Regions from separate parts of the Mus musculus genome. Here regions 1, 2, 3, 4, 6 and 7 are each linked to region 5. The links are chromatin contacts, called in public HiCAR-type, HiChIP or PLAC-seq and Micro-C maps. All regions are on one chromosome and are shown on one strand. Each heading gives the region's core, a stretch centred on a gene start, on an enhancer-like site or on the middle of the called end of the contact. The rest is flanking DNA. Distances are from core to core; before and after follow the strand shown. Region 1 overlaps Chrnb2 (cholinergic receptor, nicotinic, beta polypeptide 2 (neuronal)). Region 2 holds the start of Rusc1 (RUN and SH3 domain containing 1). Region 3 overlaps Il6ra (interleukin 6 receptor, alpha). Region 4 has its middle 28 kb from the start of Ube2q1. Region 5 holds the start of Zbtb7b (zinc finger and BTB domain containing 7B). Region 6 holds the start of She (src homology 2 domain-containing transforming protein E). Region 7 holds the start of Adar (adenosine deaminase, RNA-specific).

Region 1 (3,687 bases), core at 465-2,964, 370 kb before region 5:
CATTTGACCAGCAGAACTGCACCATGAAGTTCCGCTCCTGGACCTACGACCGCACTGAGATTGACCTGGTGCTCAAAAGCGATGTGGCCAGCCTGGACGACTTCACACCTAGTGGGGAGTGGGACATCATCGCACTGCCAGGCCGACGCAACGAGAACCCAGACGACTCCACCTACGTGGACATCACCTACGACTTCATCATTCGTCGCAAACCGCTCTTCTACACCATCAACCTCATCATCCCCTGCGTACTCATCACCTCGCTGGCCATCCTGGTCTTCTACCTGCCCTCAGACTGTGGTGAAAAGATGACACTTTGTATTTCTGTGCTGCTGGCGCTCACGGTGTTCCTGCTGCTCATCTCCAAGATTGTGCCTCCCACCTCCCTCGACGTACCGCTGGTGGGAAAGTACCTCATGTTCACCATGGTGCTAGTCACCTTCTCCATCGTCACTAGCGTGTGTGTGCTCAATGTGCACCACCGTTCGCCTACCACGCACACCATGGCGCCCTGGGTCAAGGTGGTCTTCCTGGAGAAGCTGCCCACCCTCCTCTTCCTGCAGCAGCCACGCCACCGCTGTGCACGTCAACGCCTGCGCTTGCGAAGGCGCCAGCGGGAACGTGAGGGGGCAGGCACACTATTCTTCCGCGAAGGTCCTGCAGCTGACCCATGTACCTGCTTTGTCAATCCTGCATCAATGCAGGGCTTGGCTGGGGCTTTCCAGGCTGAGCCCGCTGCAGCCGGTCTGGGGCGCTCGATGGGCCCATGCAGCTGTGGCCTCCGGGAAGCTGTGGACGGTGTACGCTTCATTGCGGACCATATGCGAAGTGAAGATGATGACCAGAGTGTGAGTACCAAGGGTGAGATAGGCATGTCGGGAGCAGAAACCCCTGTGTGCGGGGAGTAGGTGTCACTTAGGGTCACAAAGCAAGGGTACAAGGGAGGGGCAACGTGATTGAGGACTCAGCAGGGTAGGCTTCCAGATTGGCTTGCCGGTGTTGGTGTCTGTACCAGATGACCTTGTAGCTCCCAGAGGACTAGTATTCAGGGTGAGATGTGTCAGCTAAGGCATCATTAGTGTGAGAGAGGTGACTAGGAACTTTAGGGCAGGGAGAAGTTCTTTTGGGCCCGAGGGTGTCACATGGACACTTCCAAGTTGTTAATGCGCTGCTGCTCTTAGTGCAAATGGAGATGAGTCCTTGCGGACCACAGAGCGGGCAACTGGGATGATGATGGACGGGGAAAGGAAAGTTTAGAGGTTCCATGGGGCTGGTCCCAGCAGAGAAAGCAAATAAAATCAATAGCCCGTTTCTACTGTCCTGGGCCTTGAAAAGAGTCTAATGAAATATTTATAGAAATGGGGTGGATAGAGGCCAGGGCTCTCCAGATGGTCTCACCCTCTTCTGCACCCCCAGCTTCTGGCCTTTCCTGCCGTCTCCCCAGAAGGAGATTCCTTGAGACTAAGCCAGGAGTTGAGGGAAGGTGCGATGGGTTAACATCCTGCCCCCCATTTTGGGTACCATCTGGCCTTCCCTGAGATCAGTGTTCAGGTACCTGACTGGTTCTAAGCCAAGGCTCAGTTGTTGCCATAGTGACCAGCAAGGTTTCCTCTGGGACTCTGCCATTCCAGCTGGGGAAGGATAAAGGGCAGGCACTGTGGTTTATGTTGGGAGCTGAGTTCAGACATCTTCTCCCTCCCTCCTCCCCCCGACTGCAGACAAGCATGGGAGAGGGAGAGAGGCTGAGACTGGAGATGAAGGAGCCAAGGCTAACTGGGTGCAGGGCTCAGCAGCCGCTGCATCTCTGGCCTCCACCTCCGCTGCAGTCCATCATGTAGCCTGCATTTCAAGTCAGGCGCTGAAGGTGCAGTGACCTACTTGGATGCCTCAGAGGCATCTAGACCTCAACACGCCCAAACCCAAGTGCGTGCTCTACACCCCCAACCTGGCCCTAACTTGCCCCTAGTTTCCCTGTCTTGCTGGAAATGGCATTCCCTGGGCTAAGCAGTTCACACTGAAACCTGGTGATGCCTTTGCTCTCTCTCCCTTAGTGCTCACCACTGATGTTTTCAGAAGTCCTGTCCTGGGAGCACCACCTCCAAGGTGATTCCCTGCTTTGTCCTTTTTCTGTCACTTTCATGCTAACACCCTGGTCCTTGAGCTCCTGTCAACTCTTGTGTGGACCAAGGGAGAATCTCCCAACTGCCTCCCTGTTCAGCTTCCTATGCGCAGTTAAATAACCCACACCCCCAGGCTGGTGACTTGCTCCCTTGCTTGGGTCACCAGCTTGTCACTCAGTTGTCTCTAGCAAGCCAAGCTCTTTCCTGCCCTCGAGCCTTTGCATCTGGGTCCCTCCACGAGAACAGTCTTTGTTTTAGTTATTCTTCTCATTGTTGTGACAAAATTCTCTTGAGGAAAGCAGATGTAGGGACTGCAGGCTTTGTTTGGCCTTGCAGTTTGAGATTACAGCCCAAGGCGGGGAAGGTGGTAGCAGGAGCCTGCAGGTCCTGTTTCAGTCTGGAAGCAGGGAGAGGGGAATTCTGAGATCAACAAACTTTTCCATTTCTCCTTCTGCCTGGGACCCTAGCCCATGCAATGAGTGCTGCCTGCCTCAATTAATCCAATCTAGAAAGATTCCCCATAGACGTTTGTTCCCATGATGATGCTAATCTCATCAAGCTGATGATATTACTCTTTCCTCACCCCCCCCCCCGCCCCCAAAACAAAACCAAAACCCTGTTACTGTTATTATTTGGCCCTGTTCTTTAAAAGTAATCATGTAACCTTGACTCCCAAACACTTGGATGTGTCTCTTCTTAAGACCAGAGATGCTCTCCTGGTGATACAGGGTGAGCATGTGAAAGGCCCCAAGTTCCAACTGCTATCAACAACCAAAGTAGCAATGAAGTGCCCGGCTTCAAAGACCCAATTCTGGAAACAGAACAGCATCAATACTTTTAGCACTGTACAGTGCACATTCAAGCTTTCCCGACTGTCTCAGTAGCATCCTTCCTAGGAGCATCATTAGACCTAGGAGCCCAAGGTGCATTGTGTTGCCAAGCCTCATTGCTTCACTTCCTTGGCTTTCTTTGCCTTTCTTGGGACAGTTTAAAGGGGCAGGGCTGGGATGCTGTTCTGCTGGGTTTGCCTGACCATGACTTCAGTGTGGATCTGGAACAGGGCTTCCTTCCTACCCAGCAGAGCTTGCTGTAAGCGTCATCTCCTAGAAGAGGCTTTTCCAGGCCCATCCCATCTTCCTTCTGTTTCTCCATCCTAGTCTTCCATCCCCTCTCACTGTATGATCTCTGAGAGGTTTATTGTCTCTGTCTCCTTGAAGATACTCAAAACCATAGGGTTCTTCACTTGGTTGTGTCTCCGAGCCTTGCAGGATGCCAGGTCTGTGGCAGGCCCAACTGTGACTTCAGTGAGTGACTGTTTGGCTGCCAGCTACATGAATTGCACAGTTGCTGGCTCCCTATCTTGTGTCCTGTGATCTGGCTGGGGCCCAGATAAACACATACAAAAAGACAGGACTCAGTCTGGAAGAGAAGCTGGCTTTTCCTGTGACCCTGTAGATGGTTCTCAAACCCCACGGATATCATTACCTTTTGGACTGATGTTTTAACACTTGGGCACCACTTGCACCTTCTGGGTTCTGTGTAGGAGTGAGGTTGAGGTTGTGGGAGG
Region 2 (3,634 bases), core at 723-3,222, 300 kb after region 5:
GGGACCCACACCTGTCTCCTGTAGCTCTAGCCTCTGTGGCACGTGCTCTGCTGTGCTAGACTGGGAAGTGTGCAATGGCAAGTGAAGAAGGCTGTCATGTGATTGTGAGCATGCACGGAGCTGCTCTCTTCCCTCCTGCCTGCCTGCCTAGTTGTCAGCTGCTTGGGATGCAAGCATTTCCTGGTCCCGGAGAAAGCCTGGCTCAGAGCCCGTGTGTTATTTTCTTCCCTAGAGTTCCTATCAGACAGAGATCGGGCAGACTCTAGACCTCATGACAGCACCCCAGGGCCATGTGGATCTTGGTAGATACACTGAAAAGAGGTGAGGCCACTAGCAATCATGTGTAGACAGAGACTAAAGATGGGCTGTGTCCCCATGAATGCATCTTCTCCCCTGACTCAGGTACAAATCGATTGTCAAGTACAAGACGGCTTTCTACTCTTTCTACCTGCCTATTGCGGCCGCCATGTACATGGTGAGTTGGTGGCACTTCCACTGTTTTCTTTCGGGGACGCTGGGACAGGAGGGCATTTACTGTGTGACGGTGTGACCTCGGGCAAGCCCTCTGTCCCTCTGATACTGGAAAGTGGGCAGAGTTGAGGCCTGTGGATGGTACATCTGGCGGGGGGCGGAGGGGGGGCGGCAGAGCGAAATTGAGGCTGAGGCAGGAGACTAGGTGTGGAGGTGGTTTATGGGTCAGGTCTTCGTTTCATTTTGTAAGAAGTTGAAGTTGAAAGTGGAACCGTAATGGCTGCAGCTCCCAGGGGAAGATGTGTGGTCATGCTGCCTACCCTGTCTCCTACAGGCAGGCATTGATGGGGAGAAGGAACACGCCAATGCCCTGAAGATCCTGATGGAGATGGGCGAGTTCTTCCAGGTCCAGGTAGGCAGGTCCTGCAGCCCAGAGTGCATATTTTCTCTTTCCCGGCCTGGGGACCTCCTCATCTCTCCTTTATGCCTGCTGCCTAGGACGACTACCTTGATCTCTTTGGAGACCCCAGTGTGACGGGAAAGGTCGGCACTGACATCCAGGACAACAAATGCAGCTGGCTGGTGGTTCAGTGTCTGCTACGAGCCTCTCCTCAACAGCGCCAGATCTTAGAGGTGCTCGAGTGGGGCCTGGGAGTGGCATGTCCCTTTGCTAAGGGGATGGAGGAGGGGTGGTTAGGAAAGCAGGGTGATTTTGCTGTCCAGGAGACATTGGGCAACTAAGTGCAGTTTGATGTTTGTGCTGAAGGTGGCTAGCAGGCAGAACCGGGAAGGTTTTGGATAGTGCCAGACAACGCATGCTGCCCAATAACTCAGCCGTGTCAAGGCTGGGAAACCCTAGAGGAAGTAGAATCCAGAGCCAATACCTGAACTTTGGGCTCGGGAGGCAATGCTTGGTATCTTGGATCCCCAGAGAGGAGAGTTTTGCCAGTGTCTGGAGTGAATGAATGAGTTGTGAGGGCCTTTGGACCCAGCCAAGTAAAGCTGTTTTCGTGCTTCCAGGAGAATTATGGGCAGAAGGACCCAGAAAAAGTGGCTCGGGTGAAAGCACTGTATGAGGCGCTGGATCTGCAGTCTGCTTTCTTCAAGTATGAGGAAGACAGTTACAACCGCCTCAAGAGTCTCATAGAGCAGTGCTCTGCGCCCCTGCCCCCATCCATCTTCATGGAACTTGCAAACAAGATCTACAAACGGAGAAAGTGACCCCGGAATTGGAGAGGCTGGGAGGGAGGGGGTCTCAATAAATTATTGTTCAACATCCTGTGGTTTTATTCTTGTGGCAGTCAGGAGTTCAGCTTTATCCAGAATGCAGGGGTGGGAGAGGGCAGCTTGGAATCCAGGTTGGCAAAAGCATTCCTTGAGACCCAAAGCGTCTGCTTTGTAGATGGGTGACATAGGCACAACGTCAAGTGTTGCGTGGGGGTTGAGGGGCGGTCCTGAGCTATGCCACGCCCATGCGTGAAGGGGTGCGGCTGCGCAGCCACAGTGGGTTTTGCCGGTGCCCCTCCCCTCCGCTCTGTTCCCTGCTGGGCGGGGACGCAGACGAGCCCAAGGCCGGAGCGATTCCAGGAGGACTGCGGTGAGGAGGGCTCGGTCTGAGGGTGCGGATGGATGGATGGATAGATGCATGGATGGATGGATGGATTGATAGCACAGGAGAGGAGCAGTTAAAAGAATAAAGAAACGGGCGATGGCTGGGTGATGGGAGACGACACAGAGTGAATGGACAAATCTTGGCGTTGCGGTGGGTGAGGACACAGGAGGAAGGCTAGAGCTGAACAGGGACTGGGACAGATGCAGAGCTGACAGCAGAATGCTTCCCCTTGCTCCAGCCCAGACCCCTCTCCTGCGTTAACAAACCAAACCCTTCGTCTTGTTCCCCACCATCCACCTCACTAGAGCATCCGGGCGGGGTCCCCTTCCTCCCAGGGTTAGGCTGGAGGACAGAGCTTGATTAGGAAGAATCGGTGTATTCTGGGCCCTATTCTTTTTCAAGCATCGCACCCCCATATTCTGGGCCCCACTCTTTTTTCAAGCTTCGCAGCCCCACAAAGATCAGAGTACAACTGCATTCTCTGATGACCCTCCTTTCTCCGTTCCCTGGAGGTTATGTTCAGCTCCACCTGCAAATACTGCAGTGGGAACTAATGGCCTGTCCGTGGTGATTTGAATCTCATTTAAATATCTCCCAAAGCAGCCAGATCCTTCCCAGGCCTGTTCTAGTCCTCAGTCACCTCCAGTGCCCTTACCCGTGATCTAGGTTTCAACCACCCCTGTTTTCTAGGTCTGCATCTACACTGTCAGGTAGGTGGATGTGAGACGCTGGATCCTCTTGGTTCTCTGAAAGCCATACGTCGTCCTCCCTCGGCACCATGCTGTCCCCTCAGCGGGCTTTACTCTGCAACCTCAATCACATCCATCTCCAGCATGTCTCCCTAGGCCTGCACTTGTCCCGCCGTCCTGAACTACGAGAGGGGCCTCTGAGCACACCCCCGCCCCCGGGAGACACCGGGGGCAAGGAAAGCAGGGGGCCCTGCAGCGGGACCCTTGTGGATGCCAACTCCAACAGTCCAGCTGTGCCCTGTAGATGCTGCCAGGAGCACGGGTCCAGCATAGAAAATCAGCAGGACCCTTCCCAGGAGGAAGAGGCTGTTTCCCCTTCAGATCCAGGATGCTCTTCCTCTCTCAGCTCCTGCTCAGACCTTAGCCCTGATGAGTCTCCAGTGTCAGTCTACTCGCGAGACCTGCCTGGTAATGAGGATGCAAACCCTCAGCCTAGCACCTTGGAGCTGGGCTCTCCTCTGGCTCCAGCGGGCCCTAGCACCTGCTCTCCAGACAGTTTCTGTTGCTCTCCTGATTCTTGCTCTGGAATATCTTCTCCACCTGGACCTGACCTGGACTCGAACTGCAACGCCCTGACCACCTGCCAGGACCTACCTTCCCCAGGCTTGGAGGAAGAGGAAGACAGTGGGGAACAGGATCTTGCTACCTCTGAGCTCTCAGAGACCGAAGATGGGAGAATCGACGCAGGGAAAGCAGAGCCCAGTTGGAAAATTAACCCCATTTGGAAAATTGACACAGAGAAAACTGAAGCTGGGTGGAAAACCATCGAGGACAGTGACTCTGGTCGGAAAACAGACGAAAA
Region 3 (3,777 bases), core at 949-3,448, 480 kb before region 5:
AGGGCACCACGAGATCAGCACACAAGTTTCTCATGCGGGTCCCATCCACCTGGGGTGGGGTGGGGCGGGCGGGGCTGCAGCTTCACTAACCCACAAGAGCTCTGCACAGGTTCTGAGTAGGTGCAGCTGGTGCTGCATAGGCTCTGAAGGAAGGAAGGGGCTGTGAGGAACACAGGCCATTGTGAAGACAGCTTGTGATGACTGAATAGAGATGCCCGTCAGCTCCACATCTGATAGTGGCTCACAAGCTGCACCCTCAGGAGGCCTCAGAAAGGGGCTCCAAAGGCTGCCCCAGCTGCCTCGCTCTGCCTCACTGCCCCAAGCCACCTTTTAGCTCTCGAACTCCTAAAGTCCAAGCACTTTGCCATTCTCTTTCCGAGGCCACTGAGGCCGGGTGGAAGCTTGGTTCCGATTTCCTTCTCAACATCTGGAAAGCAGCTGGGCCCGGTGGTGGTGACTAATATCTCAGGGCCTGATGGTTTACGCGAGTGACAATTTCTCACAAGCAGTTTTTAAATGTGAATGATGACCCCAGGCACTGCTGGCTGCGGAGGCTTCATTTTCCTCTTCGATCTCAGGACTTCAGGCGAAAAGCGGAGTGGAAGTAGAGAGCGGATGGGTGTCCACCGTCCTCATGGTACTTGCGGGAGGTACAGCCTGGAAAACACGTTTCCTGTCCCCCTACTCTCCCAGGAGAGGGATGATGGTAGGGGGTGCCTCTTCCAGGGCGGAGAGAACTACTTTACCCCAGCCTTGCCCATTCTGATTTCAACTGGACTGGAGCTACTAGGAAAGTCGACATTCATGCAAAAAGAAAAAACGTTAACTAGCAAGAATGCACTTTCATTTTGGTTTTTAGAGAACTGTTGCCTGTTTCTCTCAAGAGTCTGGAAGAGGCCGCTCACTGCACACTACTGTATGAACCCTCACTGCCCACCCTGGAGGACCAAGTGCAGTAACGGTAGCCCAAACACCAAGTCAAGTGAAAATCGAGGGAAAAAAAAAACAAACAAGCAACAAAAAAAAAAAACCAAAACTAAACTAAAAAACAAATCACCCCCCCAAAAAAAAACAAAACCAAAAACCAAAAAAAACAAAAAAACAAAACAACAACAACAAAAAAAACCCAAACCAACCCGCTGTTTCCTATAACAGAAAAGCCTTTGGTTTCATTTTTTATTTTGATTTTTTTGTCTTAAAAAGTATAAAAATAGCCTGTCCATGCTCTGCTTCAGGGAATGAGCCTGTGAACACTCCCAGGCGCAGGCAGGAAGGGTGTCTGCTTCCTGCTACACCTCACTGCCACCTTGGCCTTCCTTGCTTTACGTTTGACTGAGTGGCCTCAGATGCTTTCCCCTGGGGCTTTGAGGAATCCAGTGATGTTAGTGGTCACCGAGGAGACCACAGAGCCACAGTGTGGTGCTTAGATTAAAGTGACTTCTGCAACCACAGCACCCCACACCTGCCGTCTTACTGAACTATGCCAGTAACTTGCCTTTTCTGCCACCACCACGAGACGAGACGGGCAGAGCTCGGAAGCTGTCACCCCATGCCCTCTGCTTGTCCGCTCTAGGGGCCACTGACCTAAGCATTAGTTATTTTATTTTATTTTATTTTTTTGTGGGTTTTGTACATTTTAGGTCCTGTTGCTGTCTTAGAAAAGGCTCTGTAGGTTGACAGAAAATCAGGCCAAGTATTCATGTTTTGTTTTTTTTTTTTTTCCTTCTTTCCTCCTTTGCTAAGTTTTTGGGACTCAAGGGTAGCAAAACTGCTGTGAAAGGGAAATTTATTAAAAATGTTACAGATCGTGATCTTCAGGGGATCGGCGACTGTGCTCACTCACAGTTCTTCAGTCCCTCACAGGGCTCTGCTGTTACCCAAGCCAGGCAGAGCAGGCAGACGGAAGACTGAAATCCAGATAGCTCATTATCTCTGTGAGTTAAATGGCTTTGATCTCCAAGTTGTTTTCACTATTGTTGTAAGGGGATAGCCTCCCCCCAACCCGTATCAAAAGGATGCTTTTTCCTTTTGACTTTTTATAAGCTAAGTCAACAAAGTCTGTTTCGTCCGGTTTCGTTCACTTCACACAGGTGTATGCCCTCAGCTGCTTCTGGTCTCAATTCTGTGCAAGCTGAATAGGTGTTCCATCCTCGGGTCATTCTTACTGGAGTTTCTGCAGCCCACAGGCTGCCTTGTCAACAGTACCACTTAACACCAGCATTCAGCGACCAGGCAGCCAAATGCCTGGTCTAGACAGAGATGATTTAAACATGATCTTTGTTGCATGGTAGAAAGAGGGAACACATACTGGTTCTAGTTCTAAGGTTCTTAGATGTTTGGTCCTTCTGGCATTAGTGAAATAGCTTTAAACTATTTCAAGGGAGAAGCCTTGGCCACACCCACGACATTTGGCCGACAGTCCTTTCTCTCCATGAGCCTTGCCTTCCCACCTGGCTGAAAGCTCACACTGAATCTTTCCTGTGTCCTTGGTGTCTTGGGAGAAAGGGAACCCCGGTGTGGGCTTTACTGCCGGCATTGGCTTGGAGCCAGCGTGGAGCAGAGCCCAACAGGGTGGGCCAGGCTTAGTTATGGTGTGCCGGTTTAAGGAATGCCTGGTTTGCCTGGTTGCCTGGGCTCCGAGCTAGAGTTTCCTAGTAGTTCTTTATGGCTGACCTAGTTGGGAAAGACTCCCATACTCAGCTTCAGGTAGAGGTGGTGAGAAACCTTTTCCTTTGTAGAGGCAGCATCATCCCAAGAGCCTACAGTGAGGTGAGGTGGGAGGGGCAGGCGCTGGGGAGGGTCTGCCAAAGTGGGAGGGGGCAGGCCAGCTGGGGAGGGTCTGCCAAAGTGGGAGGGGGCAGGCCAGCTGGGGAGGGTCTGCCAAAGTGGGAGGGGGCAGGCCAGCTGGGGAGGGTCTGCCAAAGTGGGAGGGGGCAGGCCAGCTGGGGAGGGTCTGCCAAAGTGGGAGGGGGCAGGCCAGCTGGGGAGGGTCTGCCAAAGTGGGAGGGGCAGGCGCTGGGGAGGGTCTGCCAAAGTGGGAGGGGGCAGGCCAGCTGGGGAGGGTCTGCCAAAATGGGAGGGGGCAGGCCAGCTGGGGAGGGTCTGCCAAAGTGGGAGGGACAGGCGCTGGGGAGGGTCTGCCAAAGTGGGAGGGGGCAGGCCAGCTGGGGAGGGTCTGCCAAAGTGGGAGGGGGCAGGCCAGCTGGGGAGGGTCCTGGGGCTGGCGCTGGGGAGGGTCTGCCAAAGGTCTCTCCAGCCTCTGCTGCTAGTGTAGTTGGGTGCCAGTTCCAGGAAGTTTCTATGGCAACCTTAATGCGCCTTAAGGAACACTGTCAGGTTTGTGAACATATGCTCAGATGGAGATCTTGTTTCCAGGGAAAGGACTGGTACAGTGTGTAGCAAGCTGGAATGGACAGAGAGACTTTGGCAAGAGATCATATCCGTTAAAAACAGGATACCTCAATGCTACATGTTTTTATCTTTGAGACAATATTTTTAAGGTTTTTACGCTCTGTCCCCTGTGAGCTGATACCTAAGACCTAAGTCAGTGCTTTTTTAATGCCTTTTTGCCCTCTTGTTTGCTTTAAAGTGAAATTTGTAACTGTTTGGAATAAATAATTTCTAAAGTTGCACGTGAGATGTTCTTCTGCTTTGGGAACCTGGTCATTAAAAGGAAAACCTTCCTTCCATGATGAGCGAGGAGTAAAGAATGAGGAAGGCTAACTAACTAATTAAATAGGACTGTCTCTGAGGGCACAGCGGCTCAGTCCTCTAACC
Region 4 (3,999 bases), core at 898-3,397, 410 kb before region 5:
GAAGCCTGGGTTATACATAATGCGTTTTTGTTCTCCTCACCAGCATGCTGACTTAGGGGTGGTGCGATGCGCTTTTATACATGGTGGCATCAATAACAGTGTTCCAGAGCAGGACTTTCCAGGGAAGAATGCGTCTTCATCATGGTTGGCTGTTTTACAGCACAACGTGCTGCTGGGGGAAGGAAGCAGAAAGCATGATGGGTGTGCAGTAAGAATGGTGGGTGTGGAGGAAGCATGGTGGGTGGGTGTGCAGGTAAGCCAAGGCTTGGGCCAAGCCATCCATCACAGCTCACAGCAAGTCATCAGAGTGGCACCAGAACCTGTGACCTGCGAGGTGTGTGTGTGTGTGTGTGTGAGAGAGAGAGAGAGAGAGAGAGAGAGAGAGAGAGAGAGAGAGAGAGAATGTGTGTGTGGGGGGGAGCTTTCCTTTCCATGATAACAATTGAGTGTAGCTCAAAAGGACAGCAGGTGGCACGGATGGTGTCTCAGAGCAGAGGAGGGACCATGGTAGGCTGGGGTTGGGGATGGGGGTTCCTAGTAAAGGGTAATGTGAATGAAGAGAGGAGGAGTGGGGATGTGTGGGTCAAGTGGCTCGGGTTGACTGGCTGGGGTCCGAGGCCTCAGGCTCACTGTGAGCGATGCCTCTTGCTCTCTTTCTCCCCGCTGCTGAGGGGGAGGGGGTTCTCCCCCTTCTAAAGAACTACACAGCCCTCTCCGTGTCTGCAGAGTCCGAAACAGGGGGCGCCGCAGTGACTACTTCCTTGTCTGGTTTGGAAAGCTGCTCCCCCTCTGTCCACTCTGGTTGGTATGTGGATGGTGTAGGTGAAACACTTGGCAAAGTGGCATCTCGGAACGCGCCACGCCACCTTTAACCCTCTGGCTTAGCAGCCAAGGGGGTCGGCTCCATCGGGTCCTAGTGCCAATGTCCTGTGGCCAGGGGCGTCTGTCCTTGTGCTGTTTTCTTACCTGAGATAGGCTATAGAGCTCTCTCAGACTTAGCTACCTCTGAGTGTGACCTCTCTTCAGGACAGGGTCTCACTATGTAGTCCAAACTGACCTTGAACTCAGTCTCCCCACTGCTGGAATTTCAGACACATGCCTAGCCTCATTTTTATTTCCAAGTAATAAAAGTTCTTTGAGTTTTGAGGGTGGTGTGTATTAAAGAAACACAAAGTTACAAATAGGCTATTTATGGTTAAAAAATATTTACTTCTAGTTCCTGAGGCACAGCTACTCCTGAGTCAAATTCTGTCACGTGGGTCCAGAAACTGCCCTGGATCTCCCCTTGACTGACTCCTAGAAGTTGTTCTCTGCCTCCCACATGCAAGTAAGTGGTGGGCCATGCATGGACGGACGGACGGACACATACACACACACACACACACACACACACACACACACACACACACACACGCCAAACAAACAAGGTTTTCTTTAAAAGAATACCTGGATTACAGAATGAGTTCAAGACCAGTTTGGGCATCTCATGGAAGCCCGCTTTCAACATAATAAGTAAGAGAAGAATTCTATGCCCTGGGTTTAGCCCCCAGTACTGGAAAGCAAAGTCAGGAATAGTGGCACACGCCTTGGATCTCAGGGCTGCAGGGGCGGGGTCAGGGGCTGGGGCTTTCTCTGAGGTTTGAGGCCAGTCTGGTCCACCATAGTTGAGTTCCAGACCAGCCAGAGCTACATAGTGAGACCCTGTCTCACACTTCCCATGCCCACTCCCATCCATTTGGGTGGAGCACTTGCTGTCAGGATGCCTATGGTCAGTCTGAGCTCGTAGCTTGGGCTCTCTGGAGTCTCAGATGGAGTAGTTCAGGGTGCTTTGCTTCCTATAGCCAGCCACACAGTGTCCTTAGTGCTGCATACTGACTGGCTCAGGCCCTTTGTCTCTCTCTGGATCTGTTCTCATAAAGGTCTCCTAGAATATGCCCTGTACTTGAATTTCTTAGAATTTGGCCCAAGCAGAGGTCATTTCAAGATGTTTGGGACCTCTCTATGGCTCCTTCTCTCTGGAGCACTCTCCCACAAATTCCTGTTACTGGACCTGCTTTTGTTGTCCTGCAAGGGTCTCTGTAGTCATTATAGGCTCTGCCAGCCTGTACTATGGATGGGAAAGTCCCCAGGCTAAAAGTCACTGTGAGGGTGGAGCTCAAGAGCCCTTTTCCTGTGGAAATTGCCCTCTGCAGTCTGTACAACAAACTTCAGCGTTGTGTGTGGGAGGAGTTAAATTCAGTCATGTGGGTCCAGAAACTGCCCCGGATCTCCCCGTGATTTCTCTTGGTCAGATGTGAGTTCCTAATGCTTTTAAATTAGGAATAAGTCATCAGGAGAGGTGTACAGAATCCCACCCATTTGGGAATCTAATATTCCTAGATCAACAACCCATGGGCTAAAAAGGAAATGAAACAAAAACGTTAAAATACTTAAAACAGAACAACAAAAGGCTCTAGCTTATGAGAAGTTTTTGACACATAATGAAAGCAGACATAATGAGGGGAGAGGCCCAGTTTTAACAAGGGAAGCTTGAAAATTAATGAGTGGATTGAAAAGTAGATTAACAAATAAGATATAAATTCAAAGAGAGAAGTAATGATGCTATTGAAAATGGTTTTGTTTGAAAAAATTAAAAAATTATGTTATAAGCTGTGCTTGGGTACAGGACTATAATGCTAGCTACGTAAGAGGCTATGGCAAGAGAAGCACAAGTTCAAGGACAGCTTTAGCTGCAGAAGGAGTTCAAGGCCAGCCTGGACCACTTAGTAAGACCTTATCACAAAAAAAGGGGAAAGGCTGAGGGTGCCTCTCAGGGATTGAGTTTTGCTTTGGAATGTTCTGGGAAGTCCCTGGGTTTTACACCCCCCACACACACACACACCCCACCCCACCCCCACAACACTCACACAAGTGCCGCAGACCCTTTTTGGTCCCTGTCTGCGTAGAACCGGTCTCTGGTTACATGTGGACAAGGAGTCAACAAATGACAGACAAAAATCAACACAAGAGGTTGTGTAGAATCTGAATGTATTGTCACAAAGTGAACACCAGTCTTATATAATACAGAAAACAAAGGGGTAGGATGTCACAGCAGGCAAAGCACATTGAAGTTACCTGACACAAAACAAAGGAATGACTTCAAAAGGACTTCCAGGAACCAGGTAATGTTTACAGTAAAGATAAAACAGCCCTGTCTAGGGTCAGCTAATGACAGGTAAGGATTTCACACCCTAGTCACAATTTGTGCTACTCCTTTGAGCCTTGTGAAAGCTTGCACCAGGGGATTCTGCTCTAGCAGACCTTCTCATGAATAATGTAACACTACAAACCCCCTATTTCCTAGGCCTTGGTAAATTCTTGTATCAGTTTAACTTGGCTGTTGTTTTAAGTATCTGTGGAGAATCTCCATTTGTCAGAAGAATTCACCAACTTGCTTCTAACATGCAGTGTAGCCTGCTATACCTGGCTGTAGTGAAGATTCCTGTCTCAGTGGGAGTCCCTAACTCTTACATGTTAAACCCACCTATTAGCTAGACCATTGTGTATTCCCTTGTCTGGATGAGACTGGCTACTGTCCTAAGTAATCACCCTGCAGACCAGCCCTGGAGCTATTCTAGCTCTGTTCTTTGTAATGCCTAATTAGTTTCACCATCTCTACTAGGAGTAAATTTGAATGTTACAGAATAGGTAACCTTCTTACTGAATTCCAAGTTTGTCCGCTTCAAGGATTTTCTGGGACGTTGGAACACTGGCGAAGGCTTAGCTATGTCAGAATTCAATCTTTAAAGGCACTTATAATAAAATAATACTAAAAGAGAGCACGTGCATCCATACACCAGACAAACGCGGGGATAGGGTATGAATGAATATACAGGTTATGAGAATGCCAAGGTTCCAGGAGGTTGAGTTTCCTTGAAACTCTTTGCCTTGTGAGTGCTTCCAGAGTTCCGGTGCTCTGGGCACGCAGATACGGAAGAACTGCTGCATGCTTTCCATGAG
Region 5 (3,630 bases), core at 472-2,971:
GGAGCAAAGATCAGACTTGACCTAGGGCGTGCTGGTGTTGGGGGCGGGGGAAAGCGGGACAGAAACAGATAGGAAAACCCGGAACGGATTGCTTGAGCCAGAGTTCCTCATGCTAGCCACTGGTCCCTATTGCCCCCCTAATTCTCCAGTGAGATAATGTCTGGGGTGAGGGGCTGTTTAGTTTGGCTTGAGCCCTCCGGGGCGCCTCACACTTTCCGCCCCTGGCTGAGGGGCAGAGCAGCGGCCTCGAGGCTGAGTCATGGGGGGGGGGGGGGGGGGAGAAAGAGGGAGGGAAGGGCCGACTCCACCCCTCCCCCTGCTTGGGGATCCCGGGTCAGCCCGGGTGAGGGCCAGGGCCCCCCTGGCACCGCCCATTGTGGTCCAACAGGTTGAGCTGGTGTCCTGCGGAGCCACCTGCTGGAAAGGGAAGGAGGCCCCCTGCGGAGGGAGCTGGGAAAGAGAACAAGTCCGACCCGGTTCCGCCTGGCCTGCTGCTGCGAAGCCGAACCTGGTCCTAGAGAGCGGGATTTGACTCCGTTTGAAACGAGTAGGAGGGGCCCTTTTGGGGTCTATAGCATCGCCAGCCCAGTTGTAAGCGTCCCTCAGAGACTACCATTCTTTGGGTCGGGCACTTAAATACGAATACCGGTTTTTCCCAAACCCACTTAAGCAAACATCCTAAACCACCCAGGTCTCTATCGTCACCTCGGGGTCTGAGTGAATCTGCGCCAAGATCCCTCCACTGTAGGGTCTCAGTTTCTCCACTAAAAGTACCGGCTGGTTGAAGGCAAAGCGTCGGGGCCCCAGAGGGAGCGCACCTCCCCCTTCCCCTTCCCAGACTCAGTCCCTCCCCTTTGAAAATGCCAAGGCAGCAACGGGCACTGGCTAGAGCGCAAAGGCTCCTTGCCCCGGGCACTGTTCCCTCCCCGCGGGGCGCCGTCACGCGTGGGGAGGGACACAGAGTGCCCACAGACTCGACTCCCCCGCTCCCTCGGAGGGGGATGGGCCAAGAGGCTGAAGCTCAATGTCTAGAGGTTCTCTCTCTTCCTGGGGCTCTGACCTGGTTAAAGCCCCTCGGCAGGACCCCACTCTTTCTAAATTTTAGGTCTTCATCCCCAGCAGCGTATCCGTAACCTCTCATACCATTCCCTCCCCAGGTGGTGACCCTACAGAAGCCCCTCTTGAAAGAGAGGAAGTCCCTGAGGGGGCTGCTCCATTCCCTGGCCACTGCGGACACTGTCTTCGGCCTCCCTCCCCTTCTGGTTTCTGGCCAGCCCAGGCTCCACCCCCTCCCTGGATGAACCCTAGGCGCGTCCCACATGGGATAGGCGGGTGTTCAGGCCAATGGATGGGCAGGGCGGTGGCGTGCAAGGGGTGGAGCTGGGCAGCAGCAGAGGGCTGGACGGGGGTCGGAGGCGGAGCTCCAGTTAAGGTGGACCGGAGGAGATAGTGGTAGAAAGCAGAGAGGGAGAGGGATCGCGGCAGGTGAAGGGAGTTTGAAGGAAAGAAGGGAAAGGAAAAGGGTGGGAAAGGCTCAGGGAGCGAAGCAAAATCTCGGAGAAAAGGGACGAAAAGGAGGGAGGGACCCATATGCTCCCTGCTGGAACTAGCTGTTGGAAGAGGTGGAAGTTTATGTCCTTATTGGGCGGAGGGAGGGGGTGCCTGGGGGGGGCGGATGAAAAACCAGGAAGTGACAGAGGGTGTTGCTAAGGGTGGGGGGGGAGTTTGGGGGTGGCAGGGGCGGGGGGAGGGAGGGGAGGGATGGGGGGAAAGCAAGAGAGAGGACAGGTGAGACAGCAGGACAGGTGAGGCGGGCCTTGGGGGGGGGGGCGAGTGGAAGCCAGGTGAATGTACGGCTCTCCGCGGCCAAGGGGGGGGCGGGCAACAGGAGGAGGCAAAGGGTGGCGGAGGAGGAGCCCCCCAGCAACGAGCAGCGAGCCACTGACCGCGGCCTTCTGACCAGGACCGGAGCAGAGCCCCAAGCCCCCCAGCCTGGCGGGGGACGCGCTTCTTCCTACACCCTGTGCCTCTGCAGCTCCAGCGAACGGACCCAACGGCTGAAAGGTAAGTGAACCCCACTTTTTGTCCCTTGGCTCGGGATACACTAAACTCGAGCCTACTGCAGTGTCCTTCGTGCGTCCTGTGAGACCCCTGTACACACACGTACACACACACACACCAGATTTCAACCAGTCGCATTCCCTGTAGCTTTCCTGGGTCTTTGGAATTGGTTTTAACTTGGAGGAAAGGTAGAGAACTATGGACTATTGGCCTCCCCCCAACTCTGAGCGGAGGGTCTCCAGAAACTTTCTTTGCACTTCTAATATCATACAGACTGTGAGCTACGGGATGGAGAGGGGGTGAGCTGCACTGAACTTACCCCTACCCCCAGTCGCTTTTGTGACTTTAGGGGGAGACCCCAGACCCGACCGAATGGAGGGAATGGAAACCCTGACGGACTATAACTAGGACAACGCGTGTCCCCACCCACCCACCCAGCTCCGCGCCCCCCTGGCACGGTGGGCTGGACCCAGGCCAGTGGCACGGGGGGTGGGGGGCAGCGGGAGGAACCGCGGCTTGGGGGAAAGTTACCGGCTGGACTATTCGGTTTCTTGCGCTTCCAGAGCCGCGTCGTCTCTCCAGCGGTAGTGCGGCTCAGCAGGACGACCCCTCTGCCCCTCCCGCTCCGCAATCACATTCCGGTCTCTCAAGCCTCAGGCCCACCGCCACCTTTTCAAAGTCAGCTTTTGCTCTCACAACTCCAGTGCGAGGGTGGGTGATAAGAACTCGACCTACCAGCGGTCTTGCCGCCGGCGCCGGCGCACCTGCCCTGAGCAGAGTGGGGGTCGCTGTGTGGTAGAAACCTAGTGCGCACCGCTGGCCGAGGTTGGCCATTCAGAGGGGTGGGGGGCGCTGCTTTCCATTTCCAGCTTTCTCTCCCCTCCTCCCACCCCACCCAAGTAAGAGAGCGACGTGTCCTGGCCAGAGCGGGGGGGGCGGGAGTGGGGGGGCAGCGTGGGCAGCGGGTTGTGCCCGGACACGTGCCTGCCCAGGCGCCCCGGCCCTGCTAGTGTTTGGAGAGAGGGCGGGTCCCCTGCCCCCCGCCCCGCACAACCCCCATGTATCAAAGGGCGGCTGAGACGTGGTGAGACCTCGGGGCGCCCTGGGGGGGCGGGGGGTAAGGCGGGGAGCCTGGGTCCGGAGCAGGGGAGGGGCAGAGGCGCCGGTGCTAGCTGACCCACAGGAAACGAGCACTGCTGACCTAGTTTGGGACACCGGAAGTGGGTGCTGGGGAGAAGGGGAGACCGGCAAGCTGTCCTGGCTTCCGGGCCAGGTGGAGGGCGTTCTTGAATTGACCCCCTCCCGAATGCCTTAGAGACCCCTAGCTGCAGCTGAGAACGGGAATGAGTCAGCGCAGCTATTTCTCCTTCCCCCAACTTATTCCCAGAGGAGGGGACCGTTTATCAAGGGTTGGGGGGAGTCAGATTGGGAAGTGAGGAGTTAAATAAACCAAGATAGGAACTCTCTGTTCCCTCGAGGCAGTGTGTGTTTTGGTGAGGGGGGGGGCGCTAAGGCCTGGAGGATTATTCGGTTGCGTTTTGCTACCCCACACACACCAACTGGTTTGGT
Region 6 (3,634 bases), core at 121-2,620, 440 kb before region 5:
ACGAATGTGCAGGAAACACCTTCTTCTCTCCTGATCTGTAATTTCCTTAAAGACATTTCCTTGCTATGGACTGTGCCCCCCCCCCCACCACATCCCTTAGTGTCCATGGCGAGTACTTATATGGCTACAGTACAATAAACAGAATGAATGTACAGTACAGCCACAGAATGAATGGAAGCCTTTGCCGCTTGCACAGCAGCTGAAACTGAGTGGCTGGAAGATGGGCAACCTGCGCTTCACAGTTCACGGGCTACCGATGTTTTGCATACTCAGGCGGCGTAAGCCTTACAGAAGTCTAGCTTGATAGACCCCTCGATGTCAAACATGAAAACAAGAACCACAGTACACCACACCCATTGGAAGGCCAGTTCCTTTCCCTTCCCTTCGACTGCTCTTTGAAACAACTAACAAAAACCAACCACAACAAACCTTGCTGTCAAGGTCTCCAGTGAGTTTTGAAGAGTCACTTGGGAGTCAGAATGAATACAGAGGAAGGCCTTAGAAAACATCTTCAACTTCACTTATGCCTAATGAATATTGGGGTTCATCAGGTTCCCATGCGTCCTTCCCCGCCCCCCCCCCCCAAGCCCTTCCAATTCCACAACTGAGAGGAGGATAGAGATGCTGTGTTCTTACCGTGTCTTGCTGTCTCATTATCTTGGCCTTGTCCAGCTCAGGGCCCAGGGAGGACGGGGAAGAGGACGCAGAGGAAGAGGAGCTGCTGGAGCTGCTGGTGCTGCCACCGCCCGGGTAGGCGCTCTTCCCATTCTTCTCCTGCGTGTCCACCTTGATGAGCCTACTGATGTAGGTGCTGCAGCCCGCGCTCTTGGTCACCGCGCCACGGTGGGGCTCCTCCTCGGTGGCGGTGGCGGTGACCCGGGAGTTCTTACGGCCTTTGCCAGCAGCGGCCTGGATCAGACCCTGCAGGCTGTCCCGGGACAGCCGACTGTCCTTTGGGGGTCCGCTGCTCGCCTTGCTGGCCCCCAGCTCGGCCGCTGAGTTCTTCCGGCCCTTGCCCGGGGTGGGCGCCGCGCCGCCAGTCTCCGAGTTCTTGCGCGGCTTGCCGCCGGCGCCCCCGGGCCGGGCGCGCTCCGACGCGGTCTTCAGAGTAAGCGGGAACTCCTTGAACCATTTCGCCGCCATCAGGGGGCCCGGGAGCGTCGAGGCCGCGGAGCAGAAGAGTGAGGAGGCCCAGCTGAGACACCGTGGGGCGCCAGGGGCCGGGGGCCGCCGCATTCCCCGGGGCTGGACGCTGGAGGCCGCCGCGAGGCTCCGGGCCGCTAGACGCGCGCGCCTGGCAGGGTGGCACCCGCTCGGCCCGAAGCTAGACGGGCGCAGTGATCGGACCGCCGTGTTCTCTGCGCTCCACCGCTTGGGGCTGCCGGGCGCCGGGGCTTCCCCTGCCTTTCCTCCCGAGGTGGGCGAGGCCGAGCCCACGGAAGCCCCCGGCAGCCCTGCCCACCCTAACTGGGACGATGGCGGCCGCAGTGCCCCGGCGCCCGCCCCGCGGTGGACGCACAGGACGGAGGACGGACGCGCCCCTCCCTCGCCGGCGCCGGGGCCCCCGCGTGCGCACCGAGTCCAACACTGCCCCCATCTCTGCAGACGGGACGTGTGCGGGGATCGTGGCCAGGAGTCGCGCTCGAGAACAAGGATCGGGAGCGCCCGCGCGGCTTCCCTCGCTCTCCGGTTCCGCACGTTCGTCGGGGGCGCGTGGAACCCCAAGCTGGACGCGGCGGGCGAAGGCTCGAAGTTCGACCGGGCGGCTCTGAGGGCCGCGCAGGTATCGCTCTGGCTGCAGGACCAGAGAGGGGTCCCACCAACCCCAGGCACTGTTGGGAGAAGAGCTTGGAGGTCCCCGACCCGCGCCCTCCTGCGAAGACGCCTCAGCTACTTGATTCTCACACTACTTGATTCTCTCCTTGTCGCTCTTTCTTCAAAGCAATTTCAAAGGTTTTTGTTATTGTTGTTAAAAAGATTAAATATGAAAAACGATTACATATGAACATGAAATGAAATCTTCTCCTTTCAGACACAAAACCCGGCAGTTGTTTACAGGTCTTCACTGGTAGACCTGCGGACTTTTGAGACAGAAAATGTATCTTTTCTCTCTCTGGATAAAGGCCAAAAGCCCTAAGCCGGCTTGACCTGGTTCTCTTATGGTGCTGCTGTCCACCCCCACCTTCTCCTTCCCCTCTCTGTCTCCTCTCCTACCCACTTCTCTCCTCCCTTCTACTCCTCCAATAGCAGCCTATGGAATCCTAACTTGCCTCGGTGTATTAGAAGACGACCTCAGACTATTGCGTGATGGCAAAGGGTGTCACCACTGTGAATTTCATGTGGTGCTGTGGATGACAGCCCGGGCTTGGAGCATGTTAGACAAGCACTCTACCAACCGAATTACATCTTCAGCCCCATGCAGCTTTTGGTAGACTTCAATTACTGATCTCCATTCCTCCTATCCATCCTTCTTTTAGCTACCAAGAGTTTACAGTTTTCCTGCTCTGCCATTTTTCTCTCAAACTCTAATAAAATTGTCTTCTAACCTCAAAGTAAAAGATAAAACAATACCATTATACAACAACAGCCCTAAATGTGGTCCAGAGTCTCATGCAGCAGGTTTGAAAACCCAAGCTACAAGCTGCGGGGGTCGGATAGCACCAGCCACCATCAGCTTGTGGATGGTACTTGGTGGAAGAAATGTAAGCTCACCTTGACCGTTCAGATGCTGGAAATGCATCTTAGCTTAAATTGAGGTATAATTTAGATGCCATGAAATTCAGCTGTTTAATATGGAATTTTTAATACATTGAAGTCTCACTAGTAGTCTGATTTTAAGGCATCCACCCAAGAGGTGAGGAGATAGCTCAGTTGATAACATACTTGGCAGGTAAGCATGAGAGCCTGACTATGAACCTCTGCACCCGCAAAGAAGAGCGGTGGGAGTCATACCCTTTCTTTCAATCCCAGTGCTGGTGAAGCAGAAAAACAAAGTGCACATTGATGAGGAAGGACATTCAAGGCTGACTTCTGGCCTGCATACACTTGCAAACATGTCTACCACCACACTTGAATACTCATACACATACCCTAAAAAAAAAAAATCACCTTTCCAGAAAGAAACTTGTATTTATCAGCAGCCCCTTCTCATGCCCTCTCCATGGGCGGTGTATTATACCTGTGTTTCTCTAGTGGCTGTCTCACATCAGAGAGGCCAGGAACCTGGTAGCTGCTCAGCCTACCAGGCTGAATATCTCATCACCCCAGCCTGGCCCAGGAGGCCTGGTGGATTCCTAGAGGGCTTATGGTTTGAATCTGTGCTGGAAGCTGGGAGAAGCTGGTTTTAACACTAGCAAAGGCTGGATGGACTTGTGAACAGAGTGAAGGCATGCAGGCAAAAGGCCAGCAGCTTCCAGTAGGTGCACCCACATTTAGCACCATCAAGAGAGTTCCTCGTGGGAGTGCTGAACTGCTTGCCTTTTAGTTGGTTCCAGACCCAATCAAGTTGACAACAGAGTCTGGCCTCACCATCTGTTTGGTTTTTACATGTTTGACCGTTCTAAAAGTTTCATATCATTGGGACCACACAGAGGACCTTTTCTGTCTGCCAGTCCTCAGAGTGCCCTCTTTGAAA
Region 7 (4,136 bases), core at 599-3,098, 340 kb before region 5:
TAAATGGTAGAGTACATGTAAGTTAAGCTTTCTTCTGTTGAAAAGAAAAAACCTGGTTTGGGGGGGGGGGGAAGAGAAGGGAGAGAGAGAGAGAGAGAGAGAGAGAGAGAGAGAGTGAGTTCATATATGCACAAACACTAGAATAGGCACAGAAGAAATGAAACTAAGGAATTTACTCAGTTATTTCGGGGAGGTAGGACCAGAGAAGGAAACAGAACATGTAGTGCTATCTCTGACGTGGCTCACAGCCTTCCTGACTCGCCTGAAGGCTACAGGAGCTGGGCCACAGCCTTCTGTCGTGACTGGCAATCTTACCATCCTAACATATAATATCAAACATGGCTCTTCAAACACCATTCTAATCCTGCCTTCCATCTCTAGGACCAACAGATAAGTCCTTTGTCTTTACCATCTATGATCCATAGGTGCATACTGTAGTATATGTAAAAAGTGCTTTCCTTCAAGTCAGATGCCTGCAATATTTTGAGGGAAGGTAGACACACACACACACACACACACACACACACACACACCATTAAGAGCTGGGGAGATGACTCAGTGAGTAAAGCGTTTGCCACACAATCTTAAGGACCTGAATCTGAATCTCCAGAACCCAAGAAAAACAAAACAAAACACAGTGTGGTATAAAAATCAGTAATTGTGAGACACTTGAGGGTATAGGGGACCAAGAAGAAAAATTCCTGGAAGCCTGAGGGCCCAGTTCCGAGGCTGTCCTTTGTCGTAGAAAGAAGTACAAGTGTGCCTGTACATCTGCAACATTAAAAGTTGGTTGTTGGAGTAGGGTTTTTTTGGTTTGTGTTTTTGAGGCCATCTACACAGCTTTGGCTGGCCTGGGACTCAGAAATACCTGCCTCTGCCTCATGAGTACCATCATACCCCCCAAATTACAACACACACACACACACACACACACACACACAGTAGTAGAGCATTTGCTTATCAAGTGTGAGGCTATTGGTACATCCCATATAGCTTTTTAAAATTTTGAAGGATAAACCTGGGTGGGACATGCCTGCAATTCCAGCTCTAGGGAGAAAAGACTGGTGGCTTGCTCAAGGGCAATCAAGGCAACACAAGACAAGTAGAAACTGCCTCAAAAGCAAACAAACCAGCATGGTCAAACCAAGGCAAGGAACAGTCCTAATCCCACCACAGGGTCAGTTTCCATCCCCGCTGCTTTCCAGAATGACAGATCCAGTGCTGTGCACAGCATGAATCCTCGGAATCTGGGTTTTTCTGTTCAGAACGTTGCAGCTGGGGCTCATGTACGACATCACAAGTTCATTTTAGTGCTAAGTAGAATTCCACGAAGCTTACCCAGTGCGCTACAGAAAGACACCCTTCTTGGCCATAAAGCAAAAGACTTCCCCCTGCTGGTTAGTTGAGATAATTTAAATTTCTCAGGAAGTTGAAAAAGCAAAGAGGATCATGAGAAAAGTTGCTCATGTTGGGCTATAGCGGCTCAGCAAGGCATCAGGGGTCTTAGCAGAAAGAGAAGGGGTGTCTGCCCCGGCCTGGGTCCTTGTCTGGCTTAGACGCTGGTCTATCTTCTGACCAGCCTCCTTCCTGAGACTGCTCAAAGCTACAAGAACTAACTGAACAGAAATCCCCAGAAGGGCTGGCAGTTCGGCTTGAGAAGGAGAACGTGACCCTCGTAATTCACACTACGCGAGCCAGATATGAGGGTGCAGACCCCGCGGGCTTACCTGTGGGTCCCCTGAACCCTTGAGACATAGTGCCGGCAAGGCCCGCACCTGTGGCCGTAAGATGGCTGGCTCCCCAGAGTTCACTTTCGTTTCCTTGAAAAGGCTTCCCCGCCCAACTGTTGGGCCAAGAGGAGGGAGGGGTTTGCTCCCGGTAGCCGAGCAGCAGCATCCTGCCCACCATAAGGGCTGGGCCGCCGTAGTCCACGCCCACCGCCTTCCTCACCACTCCACCTCCACTAGCAGGGCACTATATACGTTCTCTGAGAGCTTGGGAGCTATTTACTTCACTGACAAGCTTATTTTTGTTCACGGTATTTTGGAAAGCTTCACTCAACAGCGCCCTCTCCGCCCTGTGAGGAAGTTCCTTTTCCGTGTTTAATCCCTACTGCTTGCGAGATTTACAAGTCTGTCCACTCCTAGAGTGACCATTGGCCAATGCCCTGTCCCCACTAGCCTGTCCTTCATTCCCCCTGTTGGCTGCTCCAAACTTCCTATCTTTTTGTAGATAAAATTCTTTACCTTCACGTATTCTGTTCTTTAGCCTAGAATGTTCCTCCCCCTTTCCTTGTTTTGTTTTTGAGACTTCAGAGGAATTCCACTTCCATATCCCTGGGTACCTGATGCGTTTGTACCAGTGTCAGCACCCAGCACATGGTGCAAGTAGGCCAGCATATGGCAGTCTGGGCATCTAGTGTATGCTACAACGTCAGCACCCAGCAGCACACACAGTGTAAGTAGAAGCCCCAGCATGTAGCAGTCTGGGCAAGATGGATGGCTCAAAAGTCACTCCCAATCATGTCCTCCCTGTTTGGTATAGCTGCCTGCCTTCAGTGCTCCCGGGGGCACTCCAGTGGGCAGGGCTGTTCTCGCCTATATCCCCTGCACAGTGAGTCCCAGACAGTCATAGGTGAGTGGATAATAGTGCACTCTAAGTAAAACAATTTGCGGAACAGAAACTTGGGGGGGGGGGGATAAAAAATGGCAATCAACACAGGAAAAGAGCTCAATCTTGTGCCATCAGGGAAACTCAGGAAAGGTCACAGTGAGTAGGTGTTCTTGTCCACTCACCAGTGTGGCACCATTAACTAGCACATAGGAGGACCAAGAAGGAGCAACCCCAGTCACTGCAGGAAGTCATTACTTAGAAACACACCCCATGGTTTAACCATTATATGCATTTAGCAGGATAAGCTACACAACACTGAAAGCAATCAAACTAAAATAAGCAGATGTTCCCACCTTAGGATATTACACAGCAATTGAAGTAAAAACCACAGCCAAATGCAGCAGATGGGAAACAATGTAACAATACTGAAAGAAGACCTCCTGTCCCAAACCAAGCAAAACCAAGGTCAATCATGTATTGCACAAGACAGGTTCAAGTCCAAGGCATTCTAAATGGAAGGAATGTTCTGGGGGCTAATGATCCACTGAGGACCCGCAGACAGTCTCATTCCTAAACTTTGTCTCGCTCCCTTGATAACTGTCCTAACTCTCCCAGCCTCACTAGGTGGCACCTCCACTGCAACCTGGGGCTGTTTACCTTTTCCAGGTTTTCCCCTCAACTGGAGGGCCTTGGGAACAAACAGGTGACAGTCCTGTCACAAGCAGCTTACTTCCCTAGGAGCTTGGGAGCCTCCTGCCAGGTTCCAATTCAGAGGGCTACTCCTTAGTCACCACCCAAATAACTAACTCAGTTGTGTCTAAAATAAGGTATCACAACCTCCCCCTTGGCGCTTGCAGGCCAGGAAGATTTATTTATTTTATGTATAGGAATACACTGTAGCTATCTTCAGACACCCCAGAAGAGGGCACCAGATTCCATTACAGATGTTGTGAGCCACCATGTAGTTGGTGGGAATTGAACTCAAGATCTCTGAAAGAGCAGTCAGTGCTCTTAACCACTGAGCCATCTCTCCAGCCCCGAAACATTCATTTTCTAAACTCACAGGGCCTTCCCCAGCAGTCTAACTTGCTCAAATAATCTGGGAGGCTTTCAGGAGACAAAAGAATGATGTATCACCTAGCTATACCGACCCTGAGAGATGTTCTACAGATGTTGATAGCCACAACCAGCTTTTGGTTTTGTTTTGTTTTTGAGACAGGGTCTCATACAGTTCAGGGTCACCTAAAACTCCTCCAATATACAGCTAAGGCTGACTGACTCTGAGCCCTTATAATTCTGTCTCTCCCTTCCAAGGGCTTCTAATTTTGAAATTACTAGAAAGCAAGAACTGTTTTGGGTAGCTGTCCCCCTTCCCCCCAAAAAAGAGGTCTCCAGAAGAAGGGACATCCTTTTATTACTGAGTCAGAGTTCTCCAGTAAATGAAAGGAAAAGACGTGTATGCCAGTAAGGTTAGTGGTTACATAATAAAGTTATAATATTAACGACAATGCCAAAACAACTGT

Evidence for each region. A called contact is a pair of places that touch in the nucleus more often than the background predicts. HiCAR-type assays count read pairs that join an accessible place to other places. HiChIP or PLAC-seq counts read pairs in DNA pulled down with a chosen protein or histone mark.
Region 1: a contact with region 5 is called in an H3K4me3 HiChIP or PLAC-seq map of embryonic midbrain, with 4 times the contacts expected there. The contact joins the enhancer-like site here to the promoter of Zbtb7b in region 5. A contact is called at or near these places in 4 of 39 promoter capture datasets (the C10 cell line, cranial neural crest, maxillary cranial neural crest and 1 more), 1 of 484 Hi-C or Micro-C datasets (embryonic stem cells), 8 of 115 datasets of contacts at active chromatin or transcription factors (craniofacial prominence, embryonic basal ganglia, embryonic forebrain and 5 more) and 4 of 9 other capture datasets (embryonic stem cells, liver, macrophages and 1 more).
Region 2: a Micro-C map of embryonic stem cells shows a contact between it and region 5, with 4 times the contacts expected there. The contact joins the promoter of Rusc1 here to the promoter of Zbtb7b in region 5. A contact is called at or near these places in 5 of 39 promoter capture datasets (embryonic stem cells, erythroid cells, liver and 2 more), 3 of 484 Hi-C or Micro-C datasets (the G1E-ER4 cell line and embryonic stem cells), 2 of 115 datasets of contacts at active chromatin or transcription factors (effector CD8 T cells and memory CD8 T cells) and 1 of 9 other capture datasets (pancreatic islet).
Region 3: a HiCAR-type map of astrocytes shows a contact between it and region 5, with 2.8 times the contacts expected there. The contact joins the enhancer-like site here to the promoter of Zbtb7b in region 5. A contact is called at or near these places in 11 of 39 promoter capture datasets (the 3T3-L1 cell line, 3T3-L1-derived adipocytes, cranial neural crest and 7 more), 4 of 484 Hi-C or Micro-C datasets (CD4 T cells, adipose-derived mesenchymal stem cells, cerebral cortex and 1 more), 10 of 115 datasets of contacts at active chromatin or transcription factors (astrocytes, craniofacial prominence, embryonic basal ganglia and 6 more) and 2 of 9 other capture datasets (liver and pancreatic islet).
Region 4: a contact with region 5 is called in an H3K27ac HiChIP or PLAC-seq map of embryonic stem cells, with 2.1 times the contacts expected there. The contact joins the enhancer-like site here to the promoter of Zbtb7b in region 5. A contact is called at or near these places in 3 of 39 promoter capture datasets (cranial neural crest, embryonic stem cells and pre-B cells) and 3 of 115 datasets of contacts at active chromatin or transcription factors (embryonic basal ganglia, embryonic stem cells and forebrain).
Region 6: a contact with region 5 is called in a Micro-C map of embryonic stem cells, with 4 times the contacts expected there. The contact joins the promoter of She here to the promoter of Zbtb7b in region 5. A contact is called at or near these places in 4 of 39 promoter capture datasets (cranial neural crest, frontonasal cranial neural crest, hippocampal neurons and 1 more), 1 of 484 Hi-C or Micro-C datasets (embryonic stem cells) and 5 of 115 datasets of contacts at active chromatin or transcription factors (astrocytes, craniofacial prominence, embryonic basal ganglia and 2 more).
Region 7: an H3K4me3 HiChIP or PLAC-seq map of embryonic forebrain shows a contact between it and region 5, with 5 times the contacts expected there. The contact joins the promoter of Adar here to the promoter of Zbtb7b in region 5. A contact is called at or near these places in 12 of 39 promoter capture datasets (the 3T3-L1 cell line, 3T3-L1-derived adipocytes, the C10 cell line and 7 more), 1 of 484 Hi-C or Micro-C datasets (B cells), 6 of 115 datasets of contacts at active chromatin or transcription factors (the SCID.adh cell line, embryonic basal ganglia, embryonic forebrain and 3 more) and 3 of 9 other capture datasets (adipose tissue, liver and pancreatic islet).

Annotation. Positions count from the first base shown.
Region 1 is chr3:89,757,833-89,761,519 of GRCm38.p6, reverse strand. Chrnb2 (cholinergic receptor, nicotinic, beta polypeptide 2 (neuronal)) reads left to right here. Exons shown (of 6, transcript NM_009602.4): 5 at 1-848. Among named protein-coding and RNA genes, the nearest start is that of Chrnb2, 5.0 kb to the left of the region's middle. Within about 2 kb of position 1,714, at least 11 of the 459 cell types and tissues checked have an H3K27ac peak or open chromatin away from gene starts, as enhancers often do.
Region 2 is chr3:89,091,701-89,095,334 of GRCm38.p6, reverse strand. It overlaps Rusc1 (RUN and SH3 domain containing 1), which reads left to right and starts at 1,972. Exons shown (of 11, transcript NM_028188.2): 1 at 1,972-2,068; 2 at 2,774-3,634. The coding sequence starts at 2,862. Fdps (farnesyl diphosphate synthetase) reads left to right here. Exons shown (of 10, transcript NM_134469.4): 6 at 233-321; 7 at 403-475; 8 at 806-883; 9 at 970-1,104; 10 at 1,492-1,747. The coding sequence ends at 1,692.
Region 3 is chr3:89,867,357-89,871,133 of GRCm38.p6, reverse strand. Il6ra (interleukin 6 receptor, alpha) reads left to right here. Exons shown (of 10, transcript NM_001310676.1): 10 at 1-1,810. Among named protein-coding and RNA genes, the nearest start is that of Gm46811, 2.9 kb to the left of the region's middle. Within about 2 kb of position 2,198, at least 59 of the 459 cell types and tissues checked have an H3K27ac peak or open chromatin away from gene starts, as enhancers often do. A contact at or near this core is called in astrocytes, cerebral cortex, cortical neurons and 4 more, where this site is marked.
Region 4 is chr3:89,799,844-89,803,842 of GRCm38.p6, reverse strand. No RefSeq gene overlaps it. Among named protein-coding and RNA genes, the nearest start is that of Ube2q1, 28 kb to the right of the region's middle. Within about 2 kb of position 2,147, at least 68 of the 459 cell types and tissues checked have an H3K27ac peak or open chromatin away from gene starts, as enhancers often do. A contact at or near this core is called in embryonic stem cells, where this site is marked.
Region 5 is chr3:89,391,469-89,395,098 of GRCm38.p6, reverse strand. Zbtb7b (zinc finger and BTB domain containing 7B) reads left to right here and starts at 1,721. Exons shown (of 3, transcript NM_009565.5): 1 at 1,721-2,064. Gm15417 (predicted gene 15417) reads right to left here and starts at 3,235. Exons shown (of 2, transcript NR_040403.1): 1 at 2,593-3,235.
Region 6 is chr3:89,829,106-89,832,739 of GRCm38.p6, reverse strand. It overlaps She (src homology 2 domain-containing transforming protein E), which reads right to left and starts at 1,370. Exons shown (of 6, transcript NM_172530.3): 1 at 637-1,370. The coding sequence starts at 1,236.
Region 7 is chr3:89,728,430-89,732,565 of GRCm38.p6, reverse strand. It overlaps Adar (adenosine deaminase, RNA-specific), which reads right to left and starts at 1,848. Exons shown (of 15, transcript NM_001146296.1): 1 at 1,728-1,848. The coding sequence starts at 1,755.